Linked DNA regions of Pan troglodytes: region 2 is linked to region 1. The links are chromatin contacts, called in public Hi-C maps. All regions are on one chromosome and are shown on one strand. The core of a region is the stretch at or near the end of the contact, and the rest is flanking DNA. Distances in the headings are between cores, read along the strand shown. Region 1 holds the start of GABBR2 (gamma-aminobutyric acid type B receptor subunit 2). Region 2 overlaps GABBR2 (gamma-aminobutyric acid type B receptor subunit 2).

The links. A called contact is a pair of places that touch in the nucleus more often than the background predicts.
Region 2: a contact with region 1 is called in a Hi-C map of stem cell-derived neural progenitor cells, with 4 times the contacts expected there. The contact joins the enhancer-like site here to the promoter of GABBR2 in region 1. A contact is called at or near these places in 1 of 7 Hi-C or Micro-C datasets (stem cell-derived neural progenitor cells) and 1 of 1 datasets of contacts at active chromatin or transcription factors (stem cell-derived excitatory neurons).

The regions. Positions count from the first base shown.
Region 1 is chr11:39,801,202-39,807,128 of NHGRI_mPanTro3-v2.0_pri, forward strand. It overlaps GABBR2 (gamma-aminobutyric acid type B receptor subunit 2), which reads left to right and starts at 4,099. Exons shown (of 19, transcript XM_016961310.3): 1 at 4,099-4,614. The coding sequence starts at 4,294.
Region 2 is chr11:40,058,642-40,064,223 of NHGRI_mPanTro3-v2.0_pri, forward strand. It overlaps GABBR2 (gamma-aminobutyric acid type B receptor subunit 2), which reads left to right. Exons shown (of 19, transcript XM_016961310.3): 7 at 3,592-3,828. Among named protein-coding and RNA genes, the nearest start is that of TBC1D2, 200 kb to the right of the region's middle. Within about 2 kb of position 2,355, at least 1 of the 24 cell types and tissues checked has an H3K27ac peak or open chromatin away from gene starts, as enhancers often do. A contact at or near this core is called in stem cell-derived neural progenitor cells, where this site is marked.

The DNA of each region.
Region 1 (5,927 bases), core at 2,849-5,348:
GCCAACTACTTGGTTGAAAGAAACATTTCCATATAAACATGAATGAGAAATAACATGGGAGATGTTTGCAAAGGTGGCATGTGTGTGCCTGTGTGTGTGTATGTAAACCATACACACACACACACTCTCTCTCACACACACACACACACAATTGCAGCTCCACCCTTCCAGCCTCAATCCTATATATTAGTTTGGTACAAAAGTAATTGCAGTTTTTACCATTACTTTCAATGGCAAAAACTGCAATTACTTTTGCACCAACCTAATATCAACTAAATATATATATATATATATATATATATATATATATATATATATATAGTTTGTTTTGTTTTAAAGAAGAAAGTGAGAGAAGACCTTGCTGCTGTTAGGAGTTAGAGTAGAGGCAGGCATGGATAACAATCAAATGGGGAAAAGGGTGTTAAAAACTGGACCCAGTTCCTGGAAGGAGGCAGCTCTGGAGGGCAGATCTGAGCAGCCCTGGGTGGCACAGAGTGTCAGCCCAATAAGGAAGGAGAGCAGACAGCAGAGAAAGGCCTGGTTAGCTTCCCAGCATCAGGATCCTGTTCAAAGGGATGGAGTGTCCTGTTGACAGGGAGCCAGCTGGACCATGGAGCCCAAAATCCCCAGAAAGGAAGCGGGCACCATCTCTCAACGTCTGAGTTGGGGTTTAGAGACTGGCTTCTGTGTGTAGGCAGAGGGTTTGTGAGAAAAGATTGCTAAGGAAACAGGATTATGCAAACAAGATAATAATTTAAGCCATACAGACCTGGGCTAACACGGATGTTTCATTACTTCCTGGAGGTGCAACCTGAGCACGTTGCTTTCTAAGTCTCTATTACATCTCTTAAAAGGTAGATGAGTTCAAGGGAATCAAGTGTTTTCCACATTCTGGGACTTGGCCAATGCATTTTATTCCAATTAATAAGAAGCACAATGATTAGCCAATTCTCATCCTCTCTTCTGCTTATACCCTGGCCTGGCCACCAAATGTGCCTATTGTAGTAGAGACTCCTAACAGGTATTCCTGCTCACACTCTTTCCCCCTGCTAACGGTTCTTCACTCTGCAGCCAGAGTGATCCTCTTAAAATACATCAGATCATGTCACTGCTCCACCCGGTAGCCTCCCATGGTTGCTGTTTCATGTGCCCTCCCAGTGCTGAGGCCCCATACAGTCCTACCTGCCTTTGACCTTGGATCTGATTGCTTTCCCTTTGCCCACTCTGCTCTACCACATTGGCTTCCACATTGTTCCTTGAACATGCCAGGCACACTCCTGTCTCGGAGCCTCTGCCCTTGCTGTTCCTCTGCATGGAACACTATTTGCCTGTCTCTCTTACTTACCTTCTTTATGTCTTTGCTGAGGAGTCACCTTAGTGTGTCTTTCCCTGACCTCCCTATTTCAAATTGCAGCCCCACTCTGCCAGTCTCAATCCTCTTTCCTGCTTTTTTGTTCACCATAGCACTTTTCATAAATGGGCATACTAACATATCTTCTTCTTCCTATTTATTGTTTCTCTTTCTCCACTAGAATGTCAATTCTACAAGGGCAGGGATTTTGGTCTGGTTTTTTCCTTCCTATATCATCAGCTCCTAGGACAGTGCCTAGCAGGTAGCATGCCCTTCAAAACACTGGTCAAAGGAATGAATGATTATTATAAAGCAAGACGCTGGACCCCAGCTCTGGAGGAACATGCATTCTAGGCTGGTGACTGAGGCAGGAACTCAGACTCAGGAAGCACATCAGGGATGCAGTTACCCAAACTGTAATACCAGGCCAGAGTAAGATCTTGGAACCAGAGGGATGCCCAGGCATTAGGAGTGGGCTGTGAGATCAGAGATTGGCCTGGAGCCATGCTGATGGAGAGTGAGATTGGTGCCCCCTGGGTCAGGGTAGATCCCAGGTCATGCGTCTTGGGGCCAGGTCACCCCACCATAAAAGAAGACAGAGGGGCTGTAGGGCAGGATGCCATGTAGGGCCTTCAACCCCTTAGTAAATGTCAGGCAAAGTTACCCAGCTTTCAACTTATTCCCAGATGTAGGTGTCAGTGGACACTCTATATTGGCACAGCTTGCAAGGAGGACACAAATGACTAAAGGAAAGAATTAGAAAAAAGAAAAAAAACAAGTGAAAATGTTCATTCAGAAACCTGAGCTAAGGGTTTGAGGAATGGCAGGTGCCAGAAGACTATGACTGGAGGATATTTGTGATGTCAAGTGAGACAGCAGTTGAGCGAGTATCTGGGGATTACACTGTCCTTTGGACCATTTCTTTCCCTCCCTCCCTTCCTTCCTCCCTTCCTGGAGGAGATGCTCAGGTGAGTTCTGTTCATGCAAACCCTCCAGCTTGGGGAAAAGGAAATGCCAAGTGGAGCCGGGAGAGGTGGAGTCTACAGAAGCCTGGAAAGAGAAGTTAGGGCAGACAGAATTTGGCCTGGTTTCCCTGGCGCTGTCCAAGGTACTCTCTAGTAGTTCTGCTCAGCCTCCACTCACATCTTTGTGCTTCCTAACAACTCAGCCTGGATTCAGAGCTGCCCTTGCCTCACTCCAGTAGAGCTGGTGTGTGGCCATCATCATCATCATCCGGTCCAAATCCCTCACCATATGCCGGAGGGAATCGACGTCCAGAGCAACTGAGTCAGGGCAGTGCTCCTCCTGGAGAGGAAACTTGCAGTCCCACATCCCTGGCTCCCACTGCACTGTGCACGGAGTTCCTGCTGGCTCTGGGTTCCGGTCCTTCAGTAGCTCTGTGTGCTTCCACTAGCTACAGAACCTCTCTGAGCACCAGTGTATTCGCCTGTAAAGTAAGGGTGAGTAACACAGTATGCTTACAGGGCAGTTGTGGGGATTACATCATAAGGCGCACAGTAAGTACTCAGCGAAGGTCAAACTTCCATTCTTGTTACAAGGTCGTCGATATCTTCCACAGTCCCTGGTTCAGGCTCAAGTATGTTTTGTGATTTGATGTCCTACTGTGTTCCTCGCATTAATCAGCCCCTGGGACTTTATAGATTAATGACCACGTTTCCCATTCTTGAAGTATGCAGAGGCACAAGGAACCCAAGGTCTTAGGTCAGCTCACTCGGGTACATCTGGCTCGGGACTGCTTTGGCTAAGATTGGCCAGTGCGACCTGGCAGAGAGAGGGCCAAGTCCAGGGGCGCGCGGCCCCGCCCTGGCCTGAGGATAGTGCTCAGACCCCGGGAGACTTCTAGGGCGGGGCCCATCAAGAATGGGGACGCGGGGAGGTCAAATGCCTGGAGGGGGCGGTAGCGCACGTAAGGTTGGGACCCCAGCTTTGCTTGGGGTTGGCAAAGGGCGGTCGCTCCGTCTGGTGGGGAGGAAAGGGGTGTCCTCAGCCAAGGCCCTAAAGGCCGGGCAGCCTGGCACCAACGGGCGTTCGAGCACCCGTGGGCGTCTTCAGCGACCCCCGGGACTCGGTCAGGGGCTCGTGGGCGCCAGAAAAGAACGGGAGAGCGTAGGCTGCAGATGCCTCTGGGACGCCTTCGTGGAACATTCTCCTGCCCAGACCTTCCCGGCCAGACCTCCGAGAAGCGGTTCCAAACCACCGTGCAGGTGCTACAGGCAGCGCTCGGCGGAGCGGCGGCGGCCACTGCGTGTGCCAGCGCGCGGTCCCGGTTCCCAGATCGCTGTCCCCGGGCGCTCTGGTGCCTGGAGGTCAGCGGTCGGCGGGCAGCGGCAGCTGGCGCAGCGGAGGGCCGGGGGCGCGTGTGTGCGTGTGCTGGGAAGGTGGCCCTCCCCGCGGCCGCCGCAGCGCCAGCGCCTTCCCCTCCCCCGGCGCGCACGGCTCGTCCCCGTCCCTGGAGGCGGCCCGAGCCGCCCCTGAGCAGCCTCGCCTTCGCCTCCCGCGTTTCCTGCCGTCCGCCCTCCCCCGGCCGAGCTCCAGGGGCTGCCGCCTAGCAGCTCCCGGCGGGAGAGCGGTTCAGAGCGCGCACGGGGGCGGGCGGAGGCGGCCCGGTGCGGGGCGGCCGCGCTGGAGAGAGGCGCGCGCGGAGACGCCGGCCCCCCTCTCCGCGTTTGCTCGCTTGCTCCCCGCCTCCCGCACTCCGCTCGCTCCCACCCCTTCCCGGCGTGATTGATCCGTCACGGGCGCCGCCGCTGCCGCCGCCGCCGCGGCCGTTCTGAGCCGAGCCGGAACCCTAGCCCGAGACGGAGCCGGGGCCCGGGCCGGCGCCATTGCGCGGGCGCCGCGGGAAGACCTTGGCGCGGGGCGGCGGGCCGGGCCAGGCCATGCGGGCCGAGTGAGCCGGCGCCCGCAGCCCGCGGCGCGGCATGGCTTCCCCGCGGAGCTCCGGGCAGCCCGGGCCGCCGCCGCCGCCGCCACCGCCGCCCGCGCGCCTGCTACTGCTACTGCTGCTGCCGCTGCTGCTGCCTCTGGCGCCCGGGGCCTGGGGCTGGGCGCGGGGCGCCCCCCGGCCGCCGCCCAGCAGCCCGCCGCTCTCCATCATGGGCCTCATGCCGCTCACCAAGGAGGTGGCCAAGGGCAGCATCGGGCGCGGTGTGCTCCCCGCCGTGGAACTGGCCATCGAGCAGATCCGCAACGAGTCACTCCTGCGCCCCTACTTCCTCGACCTGCGGCTCTATGACACCGAGGTGAGTGTCCGGCTGCCCCTGCCATCGGGGCTTCGGGGGGCATTGGGGTGGGTGGTTTGGACACAGGCAACCTCCGGCCTTTGGTCAGATCCCCGATTGACCGGCCCGCGCCTGCCGAGGACAGAGAGGGCTGGTGCCCAGTGTTCACCCCCGCGGTCCTGCTGGGCTTGGCTGGCACAGCTGGTAACATTTGCCAAGCACCCCCTCCTCCGGTCTTATGTGTGTATGTGTGTGTGGGGAGGGGTGGGGGTGGGATAGAAGACTGGGGTCTCTTTTGACCAGAGAAAAAGGAGTGGAGAAGGTGGGGGCTGGACCCCCAAAGGCCTACATTGATTGTCCCTGTCCAGGTCCCGCTCATGGGGCTGCGAGGTACCGAGTGGGAGGAACAGGCGCATTGACTGCAAACTGGGCCACCCAGGGCCGGAGGGGCCGCGGGCCTGCTCACAGGCCCCCAGGGAAGCCGAGCCGCGCTTTGAGGTCCGGAAGGCTCCGGAACCCAAGGGGCTTGAGCGTGCAGCGTGGCTGGGCGCCTGGTGCGCGCCAGCAGCTCTGAGCCCGCTCCGCGCGGGCAGGTGTGGGGCCACCGGCTCTGCAGCGCTTCTGCCTGGACGTGCCCGGCGCTGCCTGTGGCCAGAGCGATTTCAGGAGACCCCCGCCTCGGGTTAGTTGCTCAGAAAGTGCCCTGGCAGTTCTCGTCCCGGACGTGCAGTGGTGTCCGGCCGCGCCGCTGCTGTTGGCCGGGCGGCTGCAGGCAGTTTCTCACGGCTCAGGCTTGAAGCATCCGACCTAGCAGCCGGAGCACAGACTTGGAGAGCAGTCCTGAGCGGAGCCAGAGAGCCAAGGGCTTTCCATCCCAAGACCCCTCCCCACGCCCTCGGTTTGGGTTCTGCCTGAAGCCCCAGAGCGGACCTTCACCGCCAGCCCGGGGCTGGAGCGCGCGGAGCGGGTCTGGAGGAGCGATCGCTGGCCGCGCAAGGTCGGGTTTGCGAGTTTTTCCGGACCGAGCGAGCCCCTGTGCTCCGACCGCAGCGTCTGAGACGCGGCCTGAAGGGGGCAGTGATTTCCTGTGCAGTACGCTCAGTTGGCGCCTCTTCCATCGCGCGGAGCGGGGCCGAGGCGCTGGGCTTGATCCTGGCTTCCTGGGACTCTCCGGGCGCTTCTGCTGGAGTCCAGGTGCAGAACCCTTTTGGGAGGAGGGTCGCGCTACTGCTCTGGTGGTGCAATCTGGGCTTCCCCTCCTCCTTGGTCGGACCCTCTTTATGTCCCCAGAGAAAGAGCAGAATCTAGATTGTATCTTATTCCCTGCCTCCCCC
Region 2 (5,582 bases), core at 1,105-3,604, 260 kb after region 1:
GGAGTTGGTGCTGGCATCGCCTGGGAACAATGATGAATGGCCTGGGATATCATGTGGCAGCAACGACTTCTTTAACCTGGTGCTTGCAAAGACAGCAAGAACTGAGGTCACCTTTCAGGGCTTAGCTACACCTGTGTCCCATTCCAAGGACTCTACCCACAGAAATCTGATAAAGAGCTGTGTTTCCAGTGTTCTTGGCCCTCCTCTTGATCCTTGTACCCAGGAAGGACAGTTTTTTGAGATAGATGAATTTACAAGTGGTATATGTAAAGTTTATATAGGGACTTTTGTTGACCTCAAGGCCAAATCCAATAGACAATATGATCTTGATCCCCTTAGTGTCCCACAAAACAAAACAAAACTATATCAAGGAAGTTTAAAATTACACTCAGTTACCACCCGGTGAGACCACACTGGGAATGTTCACCTCAAGTCTGGACCTCCCACTTTTAAAGGAACATAGAAACCTTGAAGGCTGCTCCAGTGTTGTGTTCTGGTCAGGGAGGTGGTGTAGAAATGTCATCTGAATGTAGTCATTAGGTCGAACAAGGGAATTCAAAAATGGACACCACCAACCCTCGAATGCCATTGCGTGCATTGGAGAAAGCTCATAGGAGCAAAATCCAAAAGAGAAATCAAAGGGGCCTCATTTCTGTGATGCTTAACGCAATTAATTAAAGAAACACACATCCAAATACTGTTTAAATCCTTTTAAAATGGTCAGTAGTTAACAACCAGAAATAGACACAAATCACATTTTAAAAAATCAAAGAAAATACAGCCAAGTAGTAAAAGATGGAAAAATAACAAGGAGACACTAAAACAAAACATTAAATGATGTGACATCACCGTAGCAAGATGGTATAGGAAATTCACCTAACATAATTAGGAAATTCACCTAAAAAATTAAGATTGCTGGTTAATATTTAAAATAAGCTCATTCTAATCATTAAAGAAATGCAAATTAAGATTAAAAGAATACTTTTTTCTTAACAGATATATATGTTTTTCTTAACAAACTGACAATTGAGTTAAAAATGAAAATACCTATTGTCAAGGATGCAGGGAAATGAATACTTTCATACACAGTAGGATTACAACTTTTTGTATTTGGGAAGAACAATTTTGCTCTACAGTGTGTGAATAGGTGTGCTCCTGTGTTTTACAGACAGAGAAACTGAGGCCTAAAAAGGGCCTAAGCAGGTATTGTTTGAGATTCTGGTGGTACCTCAGTGATCAAGACAGATCACATCTCCGACCTCATGGAGCTTAATTCTAGGTGGGTGGGGAGGGAGGAGTGAAACCACAGACCATAAGCAAGTAAACACATAAGGAGGAAAATTGCAGGGAGTGACAAGTGCAATAAAGAAGATAAAAACCCCTGGCCTCAGGCTGGGGGCTTTTACAACGGGTGGGTCAAGGAAGCCATCCCTGAGAAGTGACAGGTGCTGACATTTGAATGCTGAGAATTATCATGCCAAGAGCTGGGCAAGGAGCTTTCTGGCAGAGAAACAGCTTGTGCAAAGCCCTGAGGTGCAAGCCAACTTGATGTGATCAAGGGACAACAAAAGGTTTAAAGAGACAGAGCTTCATAGTGGACTGTTTCCTCCTTCTCCAGGCGGAGTGAAAGTGGCGGGGATGACTATGAGCTTCAAGAGCCAGCGGGCATGGAGTGTGGGCGGGTGGAAGAATGTGAGTAACAGGATGAACTCAGGGAGCTGAGCTGGACTAGAAATGCTGGTCTCTTTGAGGAACCTGGGATTTGGGGGGAGTTTCTGCCCACTGTGTATCTTGAGTGATGAGCAGGGTGGTGGTAGCTAGAGAGGATGCATTTCCAAGGAAAGCTGCAAACAGATCAAACCTGAGCCTTCCAGGAGGACCCTGAAATAGGAGGAGGCAGACTCCCGGCCAGGATTCATTCACATTTGGTCATGCAGAATTCATTGCCTGCAAGGTTCACAGCCGGAGACACTTGGCACTCACCCCCAGGCATCTGTGTGGGTGACCCCGCAAGAGATTTGGCTTCTTGGCCCCAGTGGGCTCCAACCACGGAAGACACAGTCTTTGATGGCCCAGCTCCACCACCTTCCTTAAAAACACTAGACATGGCCCAAACAACTTGTGGTGGTTTTCAACAAGCAATTATGACTTTAGAAATCAAAGAGGAAAGAAGTAGCCAAGATGAAATGGGAAGGTAGTCTGGTGCCCCGCCCCCCCCTGCCCAACACACACACACACACACACACACACACACACAGGCTGTGTAAGCTTGGACATGTCTCTGCACCTCTCTGTGCCTCAGGCTGTAGACTGACTGAATGCCCGTGACTGTCCCTAAGGGGCCCTTCTCAGTATAAACTGACAAAGAGTCAATTGTCCTGTGTGTGATTTTTCCCCAAGGAGGGTTTTTCCAAAGACCAAGCCGTGGGCCCTGATGACATTTCTGGCAGAGGAGTTCAGAAGTGATTTGAAAAAAGACTCATGAAGGAGCTGAGGGTAATGGGTCCCCCAGGGTGGCATTCATCTGGAAGTGCAAGTTCCAAGGTCTGGAGTAAAAAGGCAGTTTCATTACTTTGTGGCCACAATCAAAATGTTAATATCACCAATGAAATTCCTTTATGAAATTCAGCTCAATGGGAGAAAAAAAAAATCTTTTTTTCAATGCTGGCCTATTCAGACTGTTATATTATGGAAGGTAGATGGAATAGCAGGAGGAATGGATGCTGCCTGACACCTGAGCAACTGGGCCTTGCCCTGGGTCACGTGCTCTAAGAGGTCCTCATTCAGGCCCCTCGGGGCCCAGAATCTGCAAGCCACGGACACAGCCCACTCAGACCTGCACCCCTTCCAGCTTCCAGACTGTGCCCTGAATTCTCAACCCATAAGCTGGAGCCACTTCCAGGGTCTAGGGAGCCTCTTGCCCCAGTTCTTGAGGGTAGACTGTGCCTTTGAGGGTACAGGGAGCTACTGATGCTAGAAGGGGAAGGAGGTATGGACTGAGCCTGGCTGGGCTGCAGGATGGAGAGGGGTGGGAAGGGAAGGGGAGGGGTGGGCTGAGCAGCACACCGTCAGCTCCCTCTGTGCTGCTGAAACTCAGAGAAGTCCCAGAATTCTGAATTCCAGCTTGGCCTTCCAGATCCCTAGGAAGGTGTATTTATTATGATGAGGAGATAGAGAATATTTTTGAACAGTTTGTTCATATGCTATAACTTTAACATGTAGACATACGGGATATGGGCCTCTACCTCACCCCAGGCCCTGCAAGTTTAGAGGGAAAGGCCTGGTTAGGGTGTATTATCCCCTCTCTCTAGTCTTGCCAAAAGACCGTTTAAATCTCAGTCTTGTCACTCACTAGCTTTGTGGAACTAAGCAAGTTGACCCCCCTGAAAATGGGGGGTCTGTAAAATGGGGACAATAACAGTACCCACCTTATGAGGTTGTTGTGAGGGTTAAATGAGATAATGCACATAGAATCTAGCACTGTACCTGGCACCCTGTGGGCACTGAAGAATAGCAGCTCTTCTCGGCATCAGGCACCTGATGTCCCTGCCGAGTATAACTTGGGATTCCCCCAATCCCCTGTTTTTCCAGACTCCACAGCAATATGAGAGAGAGTACAACAACAAGCGGTCAGGCGTGGGGCCCAGCAAGTTCCACGGGTACGCCTACGATGGCATCTGGGTCATCGCCAAGACACTGCAGAGGGCCATGGAGACACTGCATGCCAGCAGCCGGCACCAGCGGATCCAGGACTTCAACTACACAGACCACACGCTGGGCAGGATCATCCTCAATGCCATGAACGAGACCAACTTCTTCGGGGTCACGGTCAGTCCCATGCCTCTGGGCTGTTTTCCTTAGTGTTCCTTGTAAACATGCAAAGCAAAAGAGGGGCTGTTACAGGCTTTCTGTTATGTGATCTGTTATCTCTGATCATTGAAATAACTAATTGCAGGCCCTAGGATTGCAGGGCTGTTCAGACAAGGGGCAGGGGCAGTGTGTGCTCTCAGACACATTGGGAAAATGCTTCTCTATGACTCATGGATAAGAAAGGGCATAGAGCCAGGTACTTGCTGAAGGTAGGCTTTCACTCTGCTACAAAAATGGTTGAAAAGCGTTCTATCCTTTTGGCTATTTACATTTTAGAGCAGTGGCTCTGTGCTCCCTGGCATAGTACCTGGCTTCAAGCTGCTAAACTACCTCCTGTTATGAAGATGTGAAAAGTTTTTTTGTCATTGAATATAAACAATTAGCACACACAGATAGCCTCTTCAATCTCCATGTGAATTTAGGATGAACTATGTATGACATGGTGCTGTAAATTCTTCCTTTTATGGACTAATTTTGGTGACCATCTTTCTGTCTCTGCATTCTCTTAAGCAGATTGACTATGATGCATGCCACATTCAAGTTTAATTGTGTAATAAAACAGTTTTCTTTCTGTTCTGAAAAAAAGAAAGAAAAGAAAAAGAAAGAAAGGGCATAGAGGCCGGGCATGGTGGCTCACGCCTGTAATCCCAACACTTTGGGAGGCTGAGGCGGGTGGATCACCTGAGGTTAGGAGTTCGAGAGCAGCCTGACCAACATGGTGAAACCCTGTCTCTACTAAAAATACAAAATTAGCTGGGCGTGGTGGCATATGCCTGTAATCCCAGCTACTCGGGAGGCTGAGGCAGGAGAATCGCTTGAACCCGGGAAGCAGAGGTTGCAGTGAGCTGAGATCGCGTCATTGCACTCCAGCCTGGACCACAAGAGCGAAACTCCATCTCAAAAGAAAAAAAAAGGGCATAGAAAGTTGACTGTGCACACAGTGCAGGCGCAGTTTACCAGATGGTGGGCTGGGGTGGGCCAGGAGAAGCTCTGGACCCAAAATCAGGTTCAAATCCTGGGCCTTCATTTACAAGTTACCTTCTTTGAACTACAGTTTTCATTCATACAATGGAAATCATACTTACCTTGTAAGCTAGTTTTAAAGATTACACATTACATAATACAACCTGTTAATATTTATTGAGCAAGCTACTTGCTCTGAGCTTCAAGTTTCTCATCCAGGAAATGGGGATAATAATATAAATCTTGCATGGAAGTTGGGAAAATAAGCAATGATAATATGGCTAATACTTCTTGATTGTGTATTATGTGCTAGACATTGTGCTAAGTACATAATGTAGTTAGACTCAATAATGTATGCCTAGTGCTAGGCACATAGCAGGCACTCAATAAATTCTATTGTTACTGTTAATAATGATTACACCATATCCTTATGCCATCCATAGGAAGTAGGTGCTCTTATTATTCCCATTAACAGTGAGGAACTTGGAACTCAGAGTATTTAAGTACTATAGCTAATCAGGGTCAAGTGGGATTTGAACTTGGGTCTAGCTCTTAATTGCTGCAGAAGGTAGTGACCTTCTGGTAATGGACCAAAGTGGTAGTTATTTGTCACTGTCTCTGCTCCAGAAAATATGGAAAATTCATCTGAAGAATAGGTTGAGTGGGCTAAAGTGCTGTCCTGTGTTCTAATTTACAGATTCAGAATAGAGTCAGTCTGTCTTGAGGAATTAAGGGTAGATAAGCTGAGC